Regions from separate parts of the Sus scrofa genome. Here regions 2 and 3 are each linked to region 1. The links are chromatin contacts, called in public Hi-C maps. All regions are on one chromosome and are shown on one strand. Each heading gives the region's core, a stretch centred on a gene start, on an enhancer-like site or on the middle of the called end of the contact. The rest is flanking DNA. Distances are from core to core; before and after follow the strand shown.

The links. A called contact is a pair of places that touch in the nucleus more often than the background predicts.
Region 2: a contact with region 1 is called in a Hi-C map of skeletal muscle, with 3 times the contacts expected there. The contact joins the promoter of SCOC here to the promoter of TBC1D9 in region 1. A contact is called at or near these places in 1 of 5 promoter capture datasets (fetal liver) and 3 of 47 Hi-C or Micro-C datasets (fetal heart ventricle, heart right ventricle and skeletal muscle).
Region 3: a Hi-C map of skeletal muscle shows a contact between it and region 1, with 2.6 times the contacts expected there. The contact joins the promoter of RNF150 here to the promoter of TBC1D9 in region 1. A contact is called at or near these places in 1 of 5 promoter capture datasets (fetal skeletal muscle), 1 of 47 Hi-C or Micro-C datasets (skeletal muscle) and 1 of 2 datasets of contacts at active chromatin or transcription factors (skeletal muscle).

Annotation. Positions count from the first base shown.
Region 1 is chr8:86,401,474-86,405,034 of Sscrofa11.1, reverse strand. It overlaps TBC1D9 (TBC1 domain family member 9), which reads right to left and starts at 2,290. Exons shown (of 21, transcript XM_021101555.1): 1 at 1,192-2,290. The coding sequence starts at 1,321.
Region 2 is chr8:86,689,252-86,692,937 of Sscrofa11.1, reverse strand. It overlaps SCOC (short coiled-coil protein), which reads left to right and starts at 2,247. Exons shown (of 5, transcript XM_003357017.4): 1 at 2,247-2,303; 2 at 2,305-2,443. The coding sequence starts at 2,262. It overlaps LOC110262150 (a long non-coding RNA gene), which reads left to right and starts at 2,448. Exons shown (of 2, transcript XR_002346763.1): 1 at 2,448-2,502. It overlaps LOC110262151 (a long non-coding RNA gene), which reads right to left and starts at 2,209. Exons shown (of 4, transcript XR_002346765.1): 1 at 2,005-2,209.
Region 3 is chr8:86,085,852-86,089,646 of Sscrofa11.1, reverse strand. It overlaps RNF150 (RING finger protein 150), which reads right to left and starts at 1,709. Exons shown (of 8, transcript XM_021101554.1): 1 at 465-1,709. The coding sequence starts at 963.

The DNA.
Region 1 (3,561 bases), core at 1,041-3,540:
TTATCTATAGACCATCTGATGCATTAGCAAGATCTGTCAAACCAGTAGAGGCCATACAGTGTATGACACTTGAAATTTAATCTTGAGAAAACTAGTTTATAAATTATAATCACAACAAATACTTACAACATCAAGAATTTTCAGTTCATAGCAGGGCATTTTGAAGGCTACAATTCACCCAGCGTGTAAGCTGGGGGCGGCCGGCGGGGCGGTGGGGGCGGGGGTCGCGGTTGGGGAGGGTGACATTTTGAACTCTGAAGAGGTCAAGGTTCATCTTTTTTGTGCAATCTCTTTCCGGGTTAAACCTCTCCCGTTTCTTTTGCTAACTTTTTCATTTTAAAAAGTATCCCAGTTTTGTTCATTCTAACCACTGGGGAGAGGAGAAGGTCCAATTTCTCTAGGACAGTATGTGTAGGAGATGATCTGTAATCGCCCACCAAGCAAACTAGTTAATAAAGGAATACCTTTCTAACGTGGCACTTCTTGGGATAGGGGTCTGATTTTACAATCCTGAATGATAACACATGGTTTTAGTAATAGTTACAATATTAGCAATGCTTTGTGCGGGGGTTTGGGAAAGTGATTGAGGTAAGAGTTAAAATGTAGTTATACTGCTAATTCTTTTTACAGCCAGATAACTTGCTTTCTTATGTCTAATTAGATGCAACAACAACAATTCCTTTTTCCTTATTTATTCTCTTAGGTCATAACTAATCTAGGAAATGACCACACCAGCCTCCTTTCCGATTGCTTCGCTGGAAACAAAAGAACATTTTATACCTGAACCTGCCATTACCAGTAAAGAGAATGAAGTAAAAATTAGCCATCCTTCACCTCTCTTGCCGGTATATAAAGCAATATTTTTTAAAGGTGGGAGGGGAGAAGTGCCGCGTTCAAATCATAAGGACTTATGCTCCCCCCTCCCCAGATTCACTCATCATCAACACCACCCACTGAATGGGGCTCCCGGTCCACGAAGGGCCCGCATCGCCTGGAAGCGGCAGAAAAGAGGCATCTCTTTTTTTTTCAGTCCGAAAATGATGACTACTGATGCTTTCAAGCGGCTAAGTGGGGCGGGTCGCCGGGCCCCGAGGGACTGGGCGGCGTCTCGGGTGCCCGCAGCCCGGGGCCGCGGGCGGTGCCGCAGCGCTCCCGGCCCCCCTCCCGCGGGGACACGCCGCGAGTCCTTACCCGCCAGTCCGCCGCCGCCGCCTCCATCGCCCGCGTGCCCCTTCCTCCGCTGCAGGATGAAGTAGGGGTTGGCTCTCTCGGTGATCCACAGCGCGTTGGCCAGCAGCACCTCCTCGGGGTTCACCCACATGTTCCCGGGCGCCGCGGGCGGCCGCACAATGGGGCGGCGGGTCGGGTCCGGCGCACACAGGCGCGCACTCCCAGGCACACGCGCGCCCGCCCGCCCGCCGGCTAAGGTGCCGCGGCAGAGAGCGGCTTCACCAGGGGGCTGCCCGCGGCGCCCGGGCCACAGCTAAGCTCCCGCGGGTGGCGGGGAGGACGGCGAGGACGCGGGCGCCGCGAGCAGCATCCTCTCCGCGGCGGCGCCGCCGCCTCCCGTGAGCCCGCGGCCGCAGACACCCAGGCCTTTCGCTCCGCAGCCCGCCTGGGGCCCACGGCGGCGGGAGGAGCGGGAGGAGGAGGAGGAAGAGGAGCGGGAGGAGGAGGAAGTGGTGTGGCTCAGTCCCGGGATCCCGCCCGGCGGCGGGCTGGGCTGCGGGCGACGCGAGCTGATTCGGCCCCGCGGGTCGGGCCGAGCTGATCTGGGGCGCGGCTGCTCCCGTAGCGCCCACCCACTGCCCGGGCCGCCTCCGTCTCTAGCCGGTCTAAGCCTTCGAGGTCCCCGCGCATTAACACTCCGCGTCGAAGCCGCTCGCACCCTCGGCGAAGCCCAGCTCCCTGCTGGAAGGACGCTCCGGACACTGCAAATGAATGACGACAGCGAGGCTCACTGCGAGCGAGCCCGAGTGACACCAGCTTCCGCGGACGCGAATCCTCCACCGGCCCTGCGAGCCGAGTGCGGCCGCCGCGTCTGGCTTTGCGGGAACCTTCTGGGAACCGGGTGGCAAGCACTCGGCCCCACGCCCATCCCAGCAGGGAGGACGCTGCCAGCCTCCGTGGGGGTGGAGGGGTGCGCGCGCGCTGCGTGTGTATGTGTGTTTATGGTTGACGCTCTGTAGGTTAGCGCCACCCCTCTTCCCAAGAAACGTGCTTCAAGGTTCCAGGCTGCGAGCTGGACCCGGGTCGGAAGTGGGCGCAGCCAATGGTTGTCGATGTTTTTGTTTCCTACATCCCTAGGGCAAGTCATGCGCTAAACTTGTCATCGCCTGTAACCCCTCCCCCTCTCCATTCCATTGTAATTAAAGTGGCCCAGCTAAGTGCATTACATCACTTCTTTCCTTGACCTGTAGGGCAGAAGCAATAGCGAAGTTGGAAGCAGCCCAAAAGCTTAGAGTAACTAATTCACACCACAGCTGTCCCTGTATGAGGCATTTGGCGCTTCGAGAACTGGACATGGCAGAATCCAAGGATTTATTCACACTTAATGGATGGATTTAAATTTTTTAAAAGAATCATTGAAATTAGAGACACACAAACCAGGCCATCTTTATCCCTAGACAGTTTTTCTTTCCCTTGTATTTCGAGTCTGTGGCCATCACAGACCATTCACCTACATATCCGATGACCTTTTTTTTCACTTCTTTTTTACACCCAGTAGATCTGCTGATAGCTGAGCAAAAAGGGGCTCCTCTTCCCAGATGATGGGAATTTACTAAACTCTGCTTTGTCTTGGACATAGGACAACCCCAGGGACCTCTCCCTTTCCAAAAGAGCAAAGCATTCAAATGAGACTTTCTTGTGTGGACTTCGCATTTATTACTTAGCTCTCTCTTGGATTGCTGACTTCCTTCAAATAGTCCAGTGAGCACCTGCCAGCTATTTTAATGAAGATGTCCCTGCACATGTTGGTTTCCTACCTAGTGGGCTCTTGAGAAATGCAAGTCTCCCTTTACATTATCATATTCGTTGACCTCCTGCCTCTTTAGGAAATAGTTTAGATTTCCAGACATTTGTGGTCATTTCACATTTTTTAACACAGACTCAAAAACATCTTTTGGTCAAGGTACAGTGCCTGCATTCACAAAATTTATTGTAAATTTTAAGAAATAAAAATACTGCAAACTGTATGTATGTAAAGTTGTATTAAATCTATATAGAATTCTAATATTTTGATGTGCTTCCATTGATATTCTTTTATTTTATATAATTAACATTAAAAAAAACTTGCTAAGTGCCCTTGTACTGTCTTTTGGGGTGTTCTTACAGTGCTCAAAGCTGTGTCTTGACCTCTCTACTCTACCCCTAAAGTGTGATTTTTTTTTTTTTTTTTTTTTTTGTCCAGCCCAAAGCTCTCTGGCCAGGGATCAAACCTGTGCCACAGCTGTAACCAGAGCCACAGCACTGATAACACTGGATCCTTAACCCACTGAGTCACGAGGAAACTTTGTTAAAGTATGATCTTAGCTTAACACTCTGTATCTCTTGGTGCCA
Region 2 (3,686 bases), core at 998-3,497, 290 kb before region 1:
AGAAACGAATCCGACTAGGAACCATGAGGTTGCGGGTTCGATCCCTGCTCAGTGGGCTAAGGATCTGGCGTTGCCGTGAGCTGTAGTGTAGGTCGCAAGCGGGGCTCGGATCTGGTGTTGCTGTGGCTGTGGCGTAGGCCGGCAGCAACAGCTCCGATTAGACCCCTAGCCTGGGAACTTCCATATGCCTCGGGGTGGTGGGGCCCTAAAAAGACAAAAAAAAAAAAAAAAAAAGAAAGAAAAAAAGAATAATAAATACTAGCTTTTTCCCACAACTTCACCAGCATTTCTTCCTTACCAGACACCTTTACTGTGTACCAACTTCCAGGTGCAGTACTTGCCTTTCTTTCTTTTTGTCTATTCTTGTGTTAATACCAGATTTTTAAAAGATGCTTTCAAAATAGAATTACCATATGATCTAGTAATTCCATTTCTAAATGTATTCTCCAAAGAACTGAAAGCAGAATCTCAAAGAGATATTTGCATATACCACAATCATAGCAGCATTCATAGTAGCTGAAAGCTAAAAGCAACTCAAGTGTGCACTGAGGAATTAATGGATAAACAAAATATAAATACACACACCCATATACACAATGGAATACTATTCAGCCTTAAGAAAAAATCCTAACATGCCACAGCATGGATGAACTGTGAGGATGTTATGCTAAGCAAAATGGGTTAGTCACAAAATACAAATACTGTATGATTCTACTTACAGAAGGTGCCTAAAATAGTGAAAATGAGAGACAGAAAGAGTAGTGTTTGCCAGGGCCAGGCAGAACAGGTGAATGGGGAGTTGTTTAATGGGCACAGAGTTTCAGTTTTGCAAGATGAAAAGTTCTAGGGACTGATTGCACAAAAAGGAGAATATATTTAACGCTACTGAACAGCATACTTTAAAATGGTTTAAATGATAAATCTTTTATGCATATTTTACACTACTTAAAATTAAAAGCGGGAAAAAAACCCCAAACCTGTTCTTCTAGTGAAAAAAAAAAAAAAAAAAACCTCTCTTTTTAACGGTTCTCTTAGTCTTTGATATTCTGCAGTTTCATCATAATGTGTGCAGGTATGGAATTCCATATTTTAATCCTGCTCAAGAATAAGTACTTCTTGAATCTAATTCAAATATTTCACAACCCTGAAAAATTCTGTTATTATTCTTTGAATACTGCCCACACCCATTCTCTCTCATTTTGTCCCTATTAGATTTACGTTGGATCTTATTTTCCACTTATTAGCTCCTACATTGCATTCTCCTCATGGTGTGTAAATTTTCATCATGGTGTGTATCTTAATTCTGGTCAAGGCACAGTTTTCAAACACTGAAGGAATTTTTAAAATATATTCCTTAAAAGAAGTAAGGCTCTATCTTAGCAAACTGTTTTCAAACACTGAATGGAATTTTTAAAATATATTTCTTAAAAGAGGTAAGGCTCTATCTTAGCAAACTGTGCTAGAAGTCAGTCAAGAAATAGGAAGACGCATGGCTCACCTTTATAACTCAGAAGAATGTGTCAAAGCAAAAACAATAACAAATATTAAAAACAAGCAGGATGCTGCTTTGTGTCAAGTGCCAGGTATCTGTGAATGGTATAAAGCCAGATTACATTACATCACAAAGCCTGGCACACAGCATTTCACACTGTGTCTATACCTTGAGCAGGACATTTATTTACTCTTAAGTTTCATTTTATGGGTTGCGGTGAGGATCAAATGGGATAAAGTGATCAAAAGGGCTATACACCAAAATAGTACTATGATATTTTCTCAATCCTAAAATATGAATAAATGGTCAGGCGCACTGTGAATTTTGTAACAGTTTGGGTAAGATGCTGTGAGGTACAATCCATTAGGGGAGCACTTAATGGGAAATTTAAAAATATGGAAAAGTCTGCTTTTAGAATTGAAGAACCTCAGTACTTTTCCCTTTATGTTCACACTTGCCCTCTTCTTGATATTGAATGATTTCTCTCTTGCCCAGTGTTCGATTTTACCAACCTCCTGCCTGACAGCTGACAGAATTCGCCACACTCCCTTCCTGGCCTCATTTTCAGGGTCCTGCTGAAACTGAAGAGCGGCTTGTCTCAGGTTGGCTTTCACACGCTTAGTTTAGCTCCTGTACTGTCATTGGGTGTTGCGATTCCTGGACCCGCCCACAACTTCCTCAATTCTGATTGGATGCCGGTGTCCTTTTGTTATGGCAAAAGGTGGATCCCGGGGCTTTGAGATTGGACAACTGGGGCGTCGGGCAGCGAATGCGCAGGCGTGACTTCTTGAGTGGGGATTGGCTGACGACGGGGGCGAGACGGGGCGGGCCTCCCGCCTCGGCGCACGCTCTGTGGGCAGAGAGGGCGGGGCTGCTAGTGCCAGTCGACCCAAGTATCCCGGCCTGAGGCGTCCTCCCGATCCCTCCCCCTGCCGGCGCCTCTAACGGCAGGTGAGGGCCGTCGTGGGCCGCGGAGGGCCTAACCCCGGGCTGCTGGCGTTGGGGCCTCGGTATCGCCGAGGGCCTGGAGGGCGGGGCGGGCTGGATGCCGCCTGGCGCTTCGGGGACTTGGGAAGAGCATCTTACGGCCGGGGCATCTGCCGGTCGACTGGGGCCTGGCTCCCTGCAAACCCCTGCGCAACCTTTTTCTCATCGTCTCATTATTGGGCCCAGAGGTTCCTTTGTTGGGGGCCACCCTCCTTCCCTGGGGCGGACCTTTCCCCGCAGCTCCTGAGTCCAAGGCCTCTGTCCAAATCCTGGCCTGAAATGGGACCGCTGGAGGGGCGTTCGGGTGGGATGAGACCAGGCACGCCTGGACTTGACCGCGGCTGCTCTGCAGCGATGGGGGAGAGGACGCCGAGGCGCGGGGAGGGAAGCGAGGGAGCGGTAAAACAAGGGCTGGCGACATCCTTTCAGGGGCTGAAACCAGCCATTGGCTTGATGTTTCAATGGGCTACTCTTCAGGGTCCTGCTGGACAAGTTCGGGGGAGTTAGGGTTGGAAAGGAGAAACCGGAGACATTCCTGAAAGGGAAGACTTTTGTTGTTCAGTGTTTTGTTCCAGTACTATGACGTAATAGTTTTAAGGACAGATGCTGTGCTCTTTTCCCAACACTGTATCTGTACCTGAGGCTCCAAAGCTATGCCTGTGTATTCTGTGCCTATACTTACTCATTGATTAAACTCAGTATAGCTAGCCACGCTGGGGATCTAGTTTATGATCAATTCCTTAACCTGATGGAATTTAAAATTAGACTTACCTAACCACAACAAGTCAATCTGAAGGGATCTGAACAAGCGTTGCTGAAAGTAGATGCAGCTTGAAGGGAATGAAATTTGCCTTCAGTTGCTTAGATAATAGAAATATCAAAGGAATTTGACATCAAACTTTGCAGAATGTTTGGCACATTTAGTTTAGGGTCGTATTAATGTGTCTTCCATTGCATCGGGAAAAAGCAGGGACTTCATGTTAGACCTGAGTTCAAATTCTTGATTGTTCACATTTGTAAATTGCAATCAATGTCTTGTTGATTTGATGAATCAGTAACAGATGTAAAGAATTTAGTATATTAATGCATAGTGATGTTATTTTAGTAGTCTTATTAGTTTACTAGTAAGGGGATAACATGATAAAAATGAGTTTTAGATGCAGAAAAGTTGGGTGGTTGAGGTTGGACTGGGAAGTCTCAAAATCTC
Region 3 (3,795 bases), core at 460-2,959, 310 kb after region 1:
TACCCACCTCCTGATACACAAACGCCACGCCGGCAGCAGTATACCTGATGCACAAACCCAAGTGCAGAGCTGGGTTATCAGATCTACCGGTTCCAAACAGGTGCCGGGCCGTCACTGGCCTAAAACAACAACCGAGCTCTGTCCCCCGTCCCCCACCTTCCAGATCGGACTCGGAAAAGTTAGTCCAGCACCCCTGGGCCAAGCCTGGTCCGAGTGGCACAAGGCGAAATGGAACACACTCTCTGGTTCCTCCCCGCATCCCATGCAGTTAGCCCACTCTTTGGAGACCCCACGAAGTAACACATAGCAAAACTTAGTAGGTTCAAGGAACAGAAACGCGGCTTTCGCAAAGCACAGACTTTCCAGAAAGGAGCTAGGAGGGAGAGGCGGGCGCTGGGTCCTTCTCGGCGTCTCCATCCTTCTCGGGCTCCCCTCCCCCGCCCCGCGCCCGCCGAGCCTCTTACCTGCGTGGGACATGGTGATGGTCTCGTTGGTGTTGGAGCCCACGTTGAAGATAACCACGGCGGAGGCGTTCTGCAGGAAGGCGTTCCGGATCTTATCCCTGTAGGTGCAGTTGCCCTTGGGGATGAGGGCTATCCAGTTCTTGCCGTGGGCCGGGGCGGCGAACTTAGTGTTGGGGTCGCAGGCCAGGCGGTCGTGGGCCGAGCTGGCCATGACCACCTCCCCGCGGGCGTCCTGCTTGGGCGAGTGCTCCCCGTAGCGCCCGCACTCGGTCTTCTCCGTGTGCAGCTCCGCGGCGAATCCGCCGCCGCCGCCGCCGCCCGCCGCCCCAGCCCCGGGGTCCGGCGCGGGCTCCGCGTAGGTGATGTTCACAAAGGCGGTGTACCATTCCTCCTTCTCGGCCACGGTGAAGTCCAGGCAGAGCAGATGCACGAAACAAAAGGAAAGCAGCCATGTTGAGAGAGCCAGGCTGCGGCACGCTTGGATGAGAGACATTGCCATCTTTATCCGCCGGGTCCCCCTCCCCGCCCCCCGCGCGCTCCCCCCGCGCCGTCCCTCCTCCCTGGCCCTGGCCAACCCCGGGCTGGCCGCTTCTCCTCCTCCTGCTACCGCTCCTGCTCACTCCTGGGCCCGAGGGGCCGTGGCCGGGACGCGCAGCCGCCGCGGGGACCGGATTCCAGGCAAGCGGATGGCTGCGGCCCCTTCCCCTTTCAGCCGGAGCGCGGCGGTTGCATCTCGCTTTGCGGGCGCCGAAAGGGCGCAGGATGAGGGGGCGCTAGGGGCTTGCGACAGAGTCCAGCTGCCGAGCGTCTTGCTCCTTCGCCCGGCTTCTCCTGCTTTCGTAGAGGTGGCAGGGGGCCCAACAGCGTGCCGGGTGGCGGCCTGGCGTCCTGCAGCCCCGGCGGGGGCGGGGGCGGCTGCTTCCAGCCGGAGGTGCCGCCAAGGTGTCCCGGCCGCTGACGCTGAGCGCTCTGACGAGCGGGTCCCGCTCCGGGCGCGGCGGCCGACACTGCTGCGAGTCCCTCTGGCTGAGGGCGCTCCGCTCCTAGCCGCGCTGCTGGCTGCGCCCGGCACACACTTGCCTCGGGAGGGGCCGGCTCGCGGGTAGCGGGAGCAAGCGGCCGGAGAGAAGTACGCCGTCTGCGTGTGTGTGTGTCTGTATATGTTTGTGTGTGTGTCTAGTGTGTGCAAGGAGGAGCTTAGTGTGATGTCAAAGACTGGGCTTCGCGTGCCACGCTCCCTTGGTCTCTCTCTATGGGCAGCAGCGACCCCTGCCGGGTCTCAAATTCAAACCAATCAGCGACTTGGTCCAGGTGGAGGCAAAAAAGGAAGCGCCTCTTGCTTCCTGCGCTGTAAAAGTAGAGAAATGTGTGTGTCAGTTTTCCGAACTGCAGGAGGAACTGCGGTGAGCTCCCTAATTACCCGTCCTAGGGCCAGCGGGTAAGGCTAGTTGGTAGCGAGGTTCTTTCCAGCACCAGGCCCGGACTATCTAGAACAGTGCCTGTCAAGTCGAAGTGTACATCTGCGCCCCCTTTACCCATTCCGTATCTCTGGGGTGGGGCTCCAGAATTTGCTTTTCTAATGAATTTCCCGGTTATGCTGACGCTGCTTATCTAGGAACCACTCTATATTAGGGTGAGTATAGAAATGGGCTTCTTTCTTACCATCTGGCAGCAAGCATGTGACATTTGTTTTCCTATAGAATGAGTGTTTTCTGACTCTATAAGGAAAGAGATCAGGTGAGATATTTCCTCACTACTTATTCTGGTTGTTCTGACTGGTAACAGAGGACTTAGTATCAATAGGCAAAGCAGGTTTGTTTGGGTTATTATTGTCTACAGTGTATTGTCTAGTCTGGCATAGAGATCACAACTAGTCAACAGAGCGTACAGCCCCTCTAGAGTAGTGTTCTTAAAACTGTGATGTAGCATAGGTCTTTACCAACTAATGTTTGACTGGTTGTTATCTTTTCACACGGTCATGTTCCTTAGCTTGAGATACCTGCCCTGTAGTCTCGAAAACAATTTGCTTGATGGTTCATAATCACCCACATTTTACTTCCCAGCTGGCACAGAGCACTCCGAGGACCCACTTCATGATGAAAACAAACGTCCACCTTTTCCCCAGGACTTTAGTGTGTTTACAGAAATCTGTTAATGGCTGTCCATCAGCACAACTGCTCTTTTTCCAGCAGCAGTACAAATAGCTGGTAGCTGTTAGGGGAGAGCAAAGACTCCCAGCTGTACCCAAATTAGAAGCAGGCACAAGAAGAACCACTTAGAGGAATTTGTCCCTATGGTATTGGATGTGCTGGATTTGTGTGTTTCCCTAAACTTAGTCATTTTAGAAAATAGGCTTCTAGGCAATTGGGACAGTGCTTTTTATAGTGCCTAAAACCAAGAAGGTAAAAGTGGAGACTGCCTGGCTGCTCGTTTCTGAACCACCAGAGATCTGAGGGAAGTGTCCTTTGCCTAAAAAAGCCCAGTGAGGTTTTGTACAGATGCCTCACAAACCAAAGTGGTTCCCCATATCTCTCTATCTCTTAGTGATTTTCTTCCAGCCACAAAACTTGGTGAACCTGTGTCATTAAGAATGCATGACTATCCCTGCCCTTTCCTTCCCTTGGAAAAGTTAGAGGCTGAAGAGATGGAAGGATCAAGGAGATTCTTGATCTCCATCCTGCTTGGGAGACTGATTAATTACAGGGGCACTGGGCAAATAAGTGAAATATTAAATATCGTGGGAGCTGGATTTCTTAGTGCTGGAGAAGGAAATTCAAATATGGAATGATAGAAAGCTATTAAAAACCTCGAGGTGTTAGATTGGATCCAAAATGAGTGTGAAATCATGATATATATACCGCAGAGCTATTGTCATTCAGAAGCTAGAAAAAAATGGGCACAGTGGGTGGCCAGAAGATCTAGGTTTCTAAGTACTCTTCTCCATTAAATGGAACCAGGGCTGATTCTAGGGCTTGGGTTGGGAAAGTATGAAGTGATCTTGGAAACTCTTGTAAGAAGTGCTCAAAGCATGATGGAAATATGCAAAAAGGACACATGAGCCAGCTGGAAAGAGCTCCTACTGGTCAAATCTGGGATAAATAGACCACCAAAATAAATAATGATAGTAAGTGATTACAACCTGTTGGATAGAACAGTAGTCCATGAATGTATGCTAATATAAATGGATAAATAATGATGGAGTAAATAAATAAATGAAAAATAAGGGACAGCTCTTCTTTTATGGTTGATGGAAATAGTTAAGTCACCATTTGGCCATGTTGGTTGATTCTGGCAGGTCCTCAGTGGATGTTAAAGCTGGTGGGTGGATGTT